Regions from separate parts of the Sus scrofa genome. Here all the other regions are linked to region 1. A link is a contact called in public Hi-C and HiChIP or PLAC-seq data. All regions are on one chromosome and are shown on one strand. The core of a region is the stretch at or near the end of the contact, and the rest is flanking DNA. Distances in the headings are between cores, read along the strand shown. Region 1 overlaps GAS7 (growth arrest-specific protein 7). Region 2 has its middle 35 kb from the start of GAS7. Region 3 holds the start of GAS7 (growth arrest-specific protein 7).

Region 1 (3,786 bases), core at 477-2,976:
GCAGATGTGGCTTGGATCTGGCGTGGCAGTGGCGTAGGCCAGTGACTGCAGCTCCAATTCAACTCTAAGCCTGAGAACCTCCATATGCCGAGAGCGTGGCCCTAAAAAGACGAGGAAAAAAAAACAAAAACAAAAACAAAAAAAACCCAAAGGAGTTCCCGTCGTGGCGCAGTGGTTAACAAATCTGACTAGGAACCATGAGGGTGCGGGTTCGATCCCTGGCCTTGCTCAGTGGGTTAAGGATCCAGTGTTGCCGTGAGCTGTGGTGTAGGTCACAGACGCGGCTCGGATCCCACATTGCTGTGGCTGTGGCGTAGGCCGGTGGCTACAGCTCTGATTAGATCCCCTAGCCTGGGAACCTCTATGTGCTGCAAGAAGTGGCCCTAGAAAAGGCAAAAAGACAAAAACAAAACAGAAACAGTAAAGAAGATGTCAGAATATCGTGGATCCTGCTCCAGCCTCATGGGCGGGTTCTCTCCGCTTCCATCCCGGAGGGTGGATGGAGGGCTGACGTGCGTGTTTGTACCCAGGGCAGAGGGCTCCACGCAGCACAGATCACAGAGGGCTGGACGGGACCCCAGCCTGGGGCTTCCTCCAGGCACCAGTTTACACGTGGGCAAAGTGAGGCAAAGAGGAGGGCTGTGCCCCAGGCCCCGGGCTGACGAGCTGTGATTTCACAAATCTAAGGTGTTACTGATTGTTAGAGGCGCCCTTGTTTGAAGTCCTGCTGAGAAAGAGAAAACGATGCTTCCAACGAGACCAGGAAACACCTGCTTTCAAGACGACAGTGATGGTGACTTGCCGCTCAGGGCCACACGTGCAGCACACGGGGCTCCCAGGCGAGGGTCCAACTGGAGCTGCAGCCGCTGGCCTGCGCCACAGCCACAGCAGTGCCAGATCCCAGCCACATCTGCAACCTACACAGCAGCTCACAGCAACACCCGATCCTTCACCCACTGAGTAGAGCCAGGGACTGAACCTGCATCCTCACAGATACCAGTTGGGTTCATTACTGCCAAGCCACAACGGGAACTCGGGTTTCATTCAAGATATTAACATGGGGAGTTCCTGCTGTGGTGCAGTGGAAGTGAAGCCAGGTAGGGACCATGAGATTGCAGGTTCCATCCCTGGCCTCACCCAGTGGGTTAAGGATCTGGCGGCGCCGTGAGCTGTGGTGTAGGTCACAAATGGGGCTTGGATCCTGCGTGGCTGTGGTGTAGGCCAGCAGCTGCAGCTTCAATTTGACCCCTAGCCTGGGAACCTTCATATGCCACAGGCGAGGCCCTAAAAAAAAAAAAAAAAAAAATCAAAACAAAACGAAGATATCAATATGGGTGTTGGAATCAACGAGCTGCGGTCCTGCGTAACTTGCTGCTGCTTCTCACTGCCGTGGTCTGTGGTCCATCAGCCAGGCCCTGAATAGTGCTGAGCTAGGGTCCCAGGTCCCCCTAGAACAGAGCGCCTAACCCTGGCACTGCTGACACGTGGGTTGCCTAGCTCCACGCGGTGGGGCTGTGCTGTCCTGAGCCCTGTAGGATATTTACAGCATCCTTGGCCTCTACCTACCAGATTCCTGTGGCACCTCCCCCACCACAGTCATAGCCAAAAACATCCCCAGGTGGGCAAAATCACCCCTGAGCTGAGAAGCACCATGCCAGGGCCAGGGAAGCTGACAAGGATGTGCACAGGATGCGAACACACACACACAAGGATGGACGCATGAGTGGCCCTGGCCCCTTGTGCTGGTCGTGAAGGTGGACATCTGTCCCCGTGGCCTGAGCCAGCTCCTCCTAGTCCTTCTCCTGGGGGTGGCTCCCAAAAGCAGAGGGGGGAGGGGATGCCGCTGGGGACGGTGCCAGGGACAGCAGGCTTTGGAGAGGGGACCCCACTGACACAGAGGGCCAGTTCCCCGAGCAGCCCCGTATAGCAGGCCATATAGGGCGGCAGGCTGGGCAGTTCCCGCCCGTCACCTCACGCGCCCAAGCCTCCCCCTGACTGTGTCACAGCTGGTCCTGCTCCGTGGGCCCCTCTGGCCGAAAAAGACAGCTGGGTTTTCTGTCTAGTGCCTGGGTGGCCTGGAGCCAGCCAGGATAGAGGGCCACACCTCTCGTCATTCACACGAGCATTTCCATTGTTCAAAAAGCACAAGAACAGCAGCAAAAGACAAGGCAGCGTGCCCAGAAATGTTGCCTCTCCCATGACAGCTCGGAAGGCTGAGCGGCCCCATTTCTGGGGATCTGGTCCGAGAATGGAGCAATCACTGCCCCATAGGAAATCAGGAGGAAATGCCTCATTTCCCTGCTCCCCAGGGGGCCTTTTTTTATGTTAAAAAAATGTGTATAACACACATGCGCGTGCGCGCGCACACACACAAATCCTAGAAGAACTCTCCCTGGGAACTACCCACCAGTCCAAACACCTGTCTGAGCTTAAGTTGATTCTCTGGGTCTATTTTGCCATCACTCCGGTTTTGGGTGCTTCTGTTGGCAACCCCCATACCCCTAGGTAATGTACTTTGATCCCACTTTGATTTCTCAATGGTGGATAATATCTCAAGACCCCCCACTAGGAAAGGGGGGGCCTGCACAGCCCTTCCCTGATCCAGGGTTTATGAGTCTTGCTGTCCCAGCTCTGCCTCTGGCTACCTGTGACGCTTGAAGTTACTTGTGTTCCAAGAAGGGTGCGAGGCTCTTGTGTCCCCTCCCTTCCGGGTGAGTGGAGGACGTCACGTGGCTTCTCCCGCCACCCCCTAGAGCCCCAGGCCTCCCCCCAACCCCCCATCCGGCTACAATCTCTGCCACATTGTCAACGCCATTCCAAGTTGAAATTCCATGCTGCAACCACAACCAGGACCACCGTCTCAAGGACTCTGGAGACGTTTGTGAATTTACCCAATGCTGCTGAGGCCAGGCTCTGCTTGGGGACAGAGGATTCCACAAAAGAAAAAGTGAGACAGAGTCCCCACCTCAGGGGGCTTATGATCTGGGTGGGAGAGTGACAGCCAACAGGGGGGTAGGACTACTCTGGGGACAATGAAACTGCAGGAGGCAGGGATCCAGAGTGATGGGTAAGGACTCTAAATGGAGGGGTCAGGGAAGGCTTCTCGGAGGAGGTGACATTTAAAATAATGCCTAAACCACAGGAAGTCAGAAGCTGTTCTCCCCATGGGAATGTCCTGCAACCTGCCTCCTGGGGCCCTGGAGTGACATGTCTCCTAAGGAAAAACCACCTGTTATTGGAATGTCTCCCTCGGCCACCTCTGCTTGATTACCTAGACAGACAGAGAACTCATCTCCTTGCAAGGAATCCATTTGCTTTCTAGACATTCTGTTTGAAAGGTGCCCTCTAAACAAGTGCCTCCTTTAACTTCTGCTCCTTGATGACTTTGGGAGCCTAATCCCGATTTGGCAGACAGGTAAGAGTTCTAACACCTCACCCCCTCCCCCAGCTGCACTTCCCCCTCCCCCCCGCCCCAGCATCTGAGAAAGACGGAGATAGACCACAGCTGCTGCTGGCACGGCCAGGGCCATGCCATCCCACAGGGCCACAGGCTGTGGGGCCTACAAGCCCTCTAGACCCCTCCCTGGGTCTGGCCCATTAGCTTTCTGGGCAGGGTTCAGAGCCGGAATCCAGAGTCTCGGCCTCTCCCATGAAGGTATGTGTGCCCCCCTCCCATGATGCCCGCGGTGGTGTGTGGACAGTACCTGTTGGAGGCAGAGAGCTCCTGTGAGGGCCAGGGCTGGCTGGAAGCCCATGAGAACTGCTGGGACGCTCCCAGGTGGTCTC
Region 2 (3,786 bases), core at 726-3,225, 200 kb after region 1:
GGAGGAGCAAGGTTCACGCTTTGATCTGGAGCACAGAGAGAAGATGTGATGGGATACTTGTGCAGAATCTCCAACCATGGGCTGCTACTTCTGATTCACGTGCAGATAAATGGTGCAGTCAAAAGAAATCTGAACTATGTCTCTGGAAGTTTTGTTTTGTTTTTCCATTTCTTGGGTCGCTCCCTGCGGCACATGGAGGTTCCCAGGCTAGGGGTCCAGTCGGAGCTGTAGCTGCCAGCGTACAACAGAGCCACAGCAATGCGGGATCCGAGCCGCGTCTGCGACCTACACCACAGCTCACGTCACACCAGACCCTTGACCCACTGAGCAAGGGCAGGGATTGAACCCGCAACCTCATGGTTCCTAGTCAGATTCGTTAACCACTGCGCCACGATGGGAACTCCTGGAAGTTTTAAAGTTCTGAGAAAGACTTTGAAGGATTTGAGGATACAGGTGGTCTTCTCTCTTTCATCCAGCTGAGGGCTGTGACTTTGGAAGAGAAAGGAGAGGGTACTGGGGGGAACAGCTGGTGATGTTGATGGTGTTGACGAGGGTTTCATTTCCTTGGAAAGAGCCCAAGATACTGGAACAGGAGGCCACTGGCAAAGGCTGGAGAGTGTCACAAAGACAGGGAAGAATGTGTTTGGCAGGAGATTTCCCGATGGCATCAAAGGGCATTTGAAAAGGTTGTTACGGGATGCGGAGGGGACAGCTGCTGTTGTCGTCTGCCCAGCATCCATGTGCCAACTTAACAGCCTCTTTATCTCTGAAGGGAAACCGTCTGCCTGCTACGCATAGTCCTGTGGCTAAAGGGAGTTGGTCCCATCCTTTGGCTCTAGAAGAAGTCGATCAAAACCTCAAAGACTGCCTCGGAGCTCGGCTACGTGATCAGATCGGGATCAACAAGAGTTACTGCCAGGACTTTGCTCAAATGATTGGGAGTGAGGTGCATCTTCTTTCTCAAGTAGAGTGGCTGAGATGGTAGATGATAAACTTGGAGCTGCTGGATGCCTCCGTTCCTGAATGAGACAGAGAAGGGAGTCAACATAGCAGAAAGCTGTGCCTAATGTCAGAGAGAAATTCCGGAAAACGTTAGAGCACCTGGATTTAACCATGTTTGCAGCTAACCCTGCTTCTTGAACGTCTTAGCTATGTGAACCAGTATTCTACCTCCCGCTCAATGCCCCCGCCGATCTCTCTCCCCCTCTCTGGTTTAATGTAGTTTCTGTGGACTTGCTACCACTGATAGGAGAAAATGGAAAATAGTCCCTGTTATATAGACAGGAACAGGGTAACAGAGACAGTGCTATTCTTCTTGAGCAAAAATAAAGACAGCTGGGCCAGAACTTTATTTATGGTCTTGTGTGTCTATTTCTTGATGCAAAGGGCACAGGGAATGCATAAGGCAAGATTTTCCTGTTACTGAAAGAAGAAAAATACAGCTTCATAAACATCACTGTCACTTGGAGGGGATTCCTAACTAGAAAGTGACAGTGGAATGATATCTGTTGCTTGAAAAAATGCATGTTCTAATAGAAGGGGAAATTCTGCAGCATCATCTGTCCATCAGTGTGGAGAGCTTTTGAGTCAGGAATGAGAACCACAGAAACCAGTCGCTACTCCCCCCTCCTTCATCCCCCATGAGACGAAGCTTCCCGAGGATGCTTTCCTGAAACATGTCACACAGACCACAAAATACGGTTCTTACGGAGAATTCCACGTATCCAGACATAGACTGGAATTCTCCTTTTGCTGAAGTTTAGAACATCTGATAAATTATTAACTTACTTTGCTAATAGTTTCTCAGAACACAGTAGTAGTCATAGAAGAAGCTGGTTTTTAAAATAATTTTTTTAAATTTCCCCTCTGAAAATATAAGACATCCGTTTTATGGAAAATTGGATAATAGAGTGGTGCAACAACAACCACGTATAAATCTATTTCTAGATGTAAGCGATAGGACTTGTACTGCAAGCCAGATGCTGGCTAAGCATTTCATAAATAGGCTCGTCTAGTCTCCAGAGCAGTTTTAAAAGATATATTCTAGTATGATCCTCATTTTGTAGATGGGGAGACTGAGGTTTAACAAAACTTAAAAAAAAAAAATTCCCTAAGCCGCATAGATTTCACAGACAGAATTTGAACCCAGACATCTGTTCCCAACTTCTATGCTATCCTATGTATTTCCTTCCGTTTATATAAATTCCTTATTTTATTGTATATTTATCATTTTGTAGCTCACTTTTTCTTTCTACTTGATATTACGATGTGAGCACTTTCTCATTTTGTTAAAAACTCTTAAAGTCAGAGTTCCTGTTGTGGCTCAGCAGTAATGAACCTGACTAGTGTCCATGAAGATGCGGGTTCCATCCTGGCTTCGCTCAGGGGTTAAGGATCCAGCGTTGCCATGAGTTGTGGCTGTGGTGTAGGCTGGCAGCTGCAGCTCCAATTAGACCCCTAGCGTGGGAACTTCCATATTCCTAAAAAGAAAAAAAAAAAAAAAAAAAGAAAAAACTCCTAAAGTTAAAAAAAATGTAGACAGGAGTTTCCGTCGTGGTACAGCAGAAACGAATCTGACTAGGAATCATGAGGTTTCGGGTTCGATCCCTGGCCTTGCTCAGTGGGTTAAGGATCCGGTGTTGCCATTAGCTGTGGTGTAGGTTGCAGACGTGGACTGGATCTGCTGTGGCTGTGGTGTAGACCAGCAGCTGTAGCTCCTATTCAACCCCTAGCCTGGGAATGTCCATATGCCTCGGGTCTCACCCTAAAAAAGCCCCCCCCCAAAAATGTAGACAGAATAATCGAAAGGATGCCCATGAATTCATCACACAGCTACAATTATCAACCCATCTTGTTTCCTCCATCCACTCCCATCCATTATCTACAAAGCAAATCACAGTTACCATGTCATTTTAACTGTAAATATTTCAGTATTAAATTTTAGAAATTCTTAATTGAGGTATAGTTGATTTACAATGTTGTGTTAGTTTCAGGTGTACAGCAAAGTGATTCTGTTTTATACACACACATATTCATTATCAGGTTCTTTTCCCATATAGGTTATTACAAAATACTGAGTAGAGTTCTCTGTGCTAGACAGTTATCTGTTTTGTAATATAGTAGTGTGTATATATGAATCCCAAACTCCTCATTTATCCCTTCTTGCGAGCTTTCCCCTTTGCTAACCCTAATTTTGTTTTCTATGTCTGTAAGTCTATTTCTCTTTTGCAAATAATTTTGTTTCTATCATTTTCTTAGATTCCAGTCATTCTTTCATATTATCAGATATCCAGTCTGTGCTCAAAATTTCCACTGTGGGTTCCGTCTGGCGCAGTGTTACGATCCGACTAGGACCATGAGGTCGCGGGGTCCTGCCTGCTCAGTGGGTAACGATCTGGCGTTGCGTGAGCTGTGGTGTAGGTGCAGACGCGGTCGGATCCGCGTGCGTGTCTGGCGTAGGCGTGGTCAGCTCGATTCACCCTAGCTGGAACTCATATGCACGGAAGCGCCAAGAGATAGCAAAACAAAAAAAAAAAAAAAAAAAAAAAAAAAAAAAAAAAAAAAAAATTTCCACTGTGAACGTTATTGCCAACGTTATTCTAACTTTGATTCTGAGAAGATAGCAGGGAGAATTAGTGGGTGGTGTGGAAGTGTCAGAAACCCTGAACCAAAGTGATAGTGTTGTCTTGGAGTTTGCAATAGCAAATAAACAGCAAATTCCACCCCCCCCCAAATTTAGGAAACCAGATGTCTAAAATCTCAATAGAAAGAATTAGGTACAACTTC
Region 3 (3,786 bases), core at 931-3,430, 170 kb after region 1:
GTAGGGGGCGGGGGGAGCTGGACTAGGGGAGGGGGCGCTGGCGGGGGGCTGCGTCACCTCTGGATCAAGCCTGCTGACGGGGCTTGGGCTGGTGGCCAGCCAGGCTCAGCTGACCGCTAAGTGGGCGGCCCCGTGGCGACCAGGCAGCCTGACCCGCCGCAGCACAACCGTCCACGGGTCGGCAGGCTCGGGGCTCTGGGGCCCAAGCGGTGCCACTTTTCCGATCCCGATCCTCCATGCGTCTTCCTAGACTACGGGACTCGGCAGCCCTCCGGCGGCCCGGCCACCGCCGGAACGCTCCGGCCAGCCCGCCGGCTCCAGAACTCCCACTGGCAACAAGTTCTTGCTTCCTCGGGGCGGTCGCGATGTGCTCCGGGGGCCCGGCACCGGGGGCGCTCGGAGGTCGAGCCCCGCGCTGCCCACGCACCGAGGGGCGCCCGCCGCCTCTGCCGCCCCCAGGAGCGCGCGGCTCAGGGTCTGGCGCGGAGCGGCAGCCCCCGGGGCGTCCTTCAGGCGAGGGCGGCTCCCGCCTCCCCGGTGCGGGCAACAGGTATACGCGCGCGCCGGTCTCCCAGCCCGGGCCCTCGCCCCTTACCTCCAGCAACTGCACGTAGCTCGCCGGGAACCAGCCACGGAGCCCGTCCTCCTTCTCGCCTTCCCACCAGCCGCCGTCCGGGACCTGCAGCAGCGTGATGAGCTCGCCCGCGGCGAAGCGCAGCCCCTGGCCGTGCCGCTCCCCGGAGAAGGGGTACAGGGTCCGGCAGCGGGCGCCGGACATGGCCTTAGCGCCCGGGCTCACAGCGCAGCCTGCATCCCTGACGAGCCCTGCGGGCTGGGCAGCGGCCCCGCGGGGTCCCAGGCGCCCGGCGCTCCGGGCTCCCGCGCTCTGGGCGCGCGCCGTCTCGGGGGTGCTCAGGGGTCCCCGGCCAGGCGGGGGACGCGAGCCCCGCGCAGGGAAGCGGAGACTCGCTGGCTTCAGAGAGCGAGCGGCGACGCCCCCGGGCCGGGCGGCTCGCGGCTCGCGGCTCGCAGCTCCCAGCTCGGGGCGGGGGGGCGGGGCTCAGGGGGAGGAGACCCAGGCGCCGCGGGCTCCGGAGACAACTTCCCGGGGACGCGGAACGCGGGCGGCCGCCGCGAGGGCCGGCCGGAGCCGGGGCCACCCTGGCGCGCGGAAATGCGCAGCTCCCCGAGGAGGTGGGACCCGGAGCATCCCCCTCGGCCCGGCTCCGCGGCGAGGGAGTGGCGGCGGACGTGGAGAAGGGGCTGGCGGCCGGGCGGCCAGGCGGGGGCTGTCTCGGCGCGGGGGGGGGCGGGGCGGGGCGGGGGCTGGGCCAGGGCGGCCACGCCCGCTGAGGGCCGGGCGCTCTCTCGCTGAGCGTGCCGGCCACTGGGGAGGGGTCTCCCTGCTCACACCCCCACCCCAGAAAGCCGCGGGGATAGAAACGCCCCTCTCTGCTGGTTTCGTAGGCCTGGCGGCGGGAGGTGGGCGGGCGTCTCCTCCCAGGTGCCTGTAGAGGAATGTTTGTGGCCAACACTGTAAGGGTTGAACCTGGGGTTGAACTTGACTCACCGGAAACTGGACAATGAATGGATGAAAGACTGGTTTGAAGCCGGGCGCCTTGACCGGGAAGCCGGGTGGCAGCGCGTTACACGGGAAGGCCGGAGAGGGGAGGCGACTGAGTCGAAATCCGAGTTGGCAGAATTGGAAACAAGTCGTTAGAGATAAAAGAAGGGGGGGAGTTCCCGTGTGGCTCATTGGGTTAAGAATCTTGTGTTGTCAATGCAGTGGCTCTGGTCGCTACTGGCCCCGGAACTTCCGCTTTGTTTTGCATGCAAAGGGGAGGCTGGCCCAGGGTACTAGCTCCCTGAAATCGAGATGGGCCAGACTGAAGAGTCTACACTCATTTACTCAGTCAACAAACATTAGTGGGAGGCTACCACGGTTCACTCAACGTGCCAGGTATCTACAAAATTCATTTGGACAAGCTCCTGCTCTTCTGGGACCAGTGGACCTGGGTGCTGAAAGAAGCTGACCTTGAACTGAGGGTACAGAAGTAAAGGAAAGCTTTGTTCGCCTGCTCTATAGGAAAACTTAAATTCTATTTCCTAAACTGTAAAGAGCTAGACCCTTTAATCTCTGTATACTTCTAACTGCCTACCCTTACATCCTGATCAGTAACCTTTCAAGGCTCCCTATTGCCTTTTATGTTAAGTATCGACTTCTCTCTCAGCCTGTGCACTTCCAGCCCTCCACAACACCTCCCCCAGCCTCATCTCTCTGTGCTTGTCTACTCGCGCTTCAAGAACCAGTCTGGCTGCGCCACGAAGAGCCCTAAGGTCTGGCACATCTTTATATGTTTGAATCAGAGGTTCTGATTAGAATCACCTGAGTAACTTTAAATGCTCACGCCCAGACCCACCATGGCTTTGAGAATCACTGTTGAGCCAAATGCTACATCGAAGCCATCTCTCTTGAGCAGCCTCAGCCTAGCCTCTGGCTATGGGCAAATTGACGAGTGTAGATTGTTTATTATATTCCATCGATTGCAAATTCACAAACCTTTGCTCGTCCACAATCCTGGGGAAACAAACTCTTGACCACAGTCACCACTAAGAGTCCCTTAAAGCAAAATCTGTTAAAGAAAACAGTCACTAAAAAAGTAACTGACCTAGTCAAGTCTTAAAAGGGACTAAAACACCCTGTATCATGGCCACATGTGACTGTTGTAGGCTGACATCAGGTTTCATATCTGATTTGTGGCCCAGTTCAGGTTAGACAGCTGGTCCAGAGCCTTCTTACAACCCAGAATCCTCTGATCCAGTTTGGACTTGAGAAATCTCAGCCTTCACATCATCCCATTGACTTCAGTTCCAAATGACCCTCCCAAACCGTTCTGCAGCACCCAAATTGACAATGGCTCTCAACTCCTTTAGTTCTTCTTCTTCCACTTCATTCTGTATTCCCATGAGCTGGTGTGGTCACTGCCCCCAGTTTACAAGTAGAAACTCTAGACGGTATGACTCACCCACCATCATACGGCCATCCACAGTGAAGGTCAGTCTGGCTTCTTGTGCATGGAGCACTCCTTCCTCCAGTCCACCCTACAGAGTCTGGGAATCTGTGTATGGTTGTAGCTTATCCACAAATAGCATCTTAAGAAAGTGTTCTCTGGTGATACCCAACATCAGTCTTTTGTTTGGTTGGTTGGTTGGTTTGTTTTTGGTTTTTTTTGTTTTGTTTTTTGCATTTTAGGGCTGCACATGTGACATACGGAAGTTCCCAGGCTGGGGGTCCAATCGGAGCTGCACCTGCTGGCCTGCGCCACAGCCATAGCACACAACCACAGCACCACAAGATCCAAACCTCGTCTGCGACCACAGTTCATGGCAGCACCGGATCCTTAACCCACTGATCAATGCCAGGTATCGAACCCACATCGTCATTCTTCATAGATACTAGTCAGGTTCCTTACTGCTGAGCCACAGCAGGAACTCCCCAACGCCAGTCTTGATAGAAGTCTCTGTCCCTGATTTCTTATCAATCAAGTAGCCTCAGACAATCCGCTGACACCTGTGGGTGATTTCACTGTTATTGGAGACTGAATCCTATAGCTGGGTTAGGAGACTTGAGGTGCTTAAATGTATAAGCTCTGGAGTTCCTGTATCCAAACCTGAGTTCTGCCATTTGCTAGCTGTGTGCCCTTTGGCAACTTACTTATCCTCTCTGAGTCTCATTTTCCTCAGCATTAGAAGATGACAGTAGTATTTTATCACAGGGTTATTAAG

Evidence for each region. Hi-C and Micro-C count contacts between places; a contact is called where the count stands out from the background. HiChIP or PLAC-seq counts read pairs in DNA pulled down with a chosen protein or histone mark.
Region 2: a contact with region 1 is called in an H3K27ac HiChIP or PLAC-seq map of skeletal muscle, with 4 times the contacts expected there. The contact joins two enhancer-like sites. A contact is called at or near these places in 7 of 47 Hi-C or Micro-C datasets (alveolar macrophages, blood, embryonic fibroblasts and 3 more) and 2 of 2 datasets of contacts at active chromatin or transcription factors (alveolar macrophages and skeletal muscle).
Region 3: a Hi-C map of retroperitoneal adipose tissue shows a contact between it and region 1, with 1.6 times the contacts expected there. The contact joins the promoter of GAS7 here to the enhancer-like site in region 1. A contact is called at or near these places in 13 of 47 Hi-C or Micro-C datasets (blood, embryonic fibroblasts, fibroblasts and 6 more) and 1 of 2 datasets of contacts at active chromatin or transcription factors (alveolar macrophages).

What each region holds. Positions count from the first base shown.
Region 1 is chr12:54,807,760-54,811,545 of Sscrofa11.1, forward strand. It overlaps GAS7 (growth arrest-specific protein 7), which reads right to left. Exons shown (of 14, transcript XM_021067872.1): 3 at 3,705-3,785. Among named protein-coding and RNA genes, the nearest start is that of RCVRN, 57 kb to the left of the region's middle. Within about 2 kb of position 1,727, at least 15 of the 83 cell types and tissues checked have an H3K27ac peak or open chromatin away from gene starts, as enhancers often do. A contact at or near this core is called in retroperitoneal adipose tissue and skeletal muscle, where this site is marked.
Region 2 is chr12:55,007,221-55,011,006 of Sscrofa11.1, forward strand. No RefSeq gene overlaps it. Among named protein-coding and RNA genes, the nearest start is that of GAS7, 35 kb to the left of the region's middle. Within about 2 kb of position 1,976, at least 1 of the 83 cell types and tissues checked has an H3K27ac peak or open chromatin away from gene starts, as enhancers often do. A contact at or near this core is called in skeletal muscle, where this site is marked.
Region 3 is chr12:54,972,355-54,976,140 of Sscrofa11.1, forward strand. GAS7 (growth arrest-specific protein 7) reads right to left here and starts at 2,181. Exons shown (of 14, transcript XM_021067872.1): 1 at 596-2,181. The coding sequence starts at 778.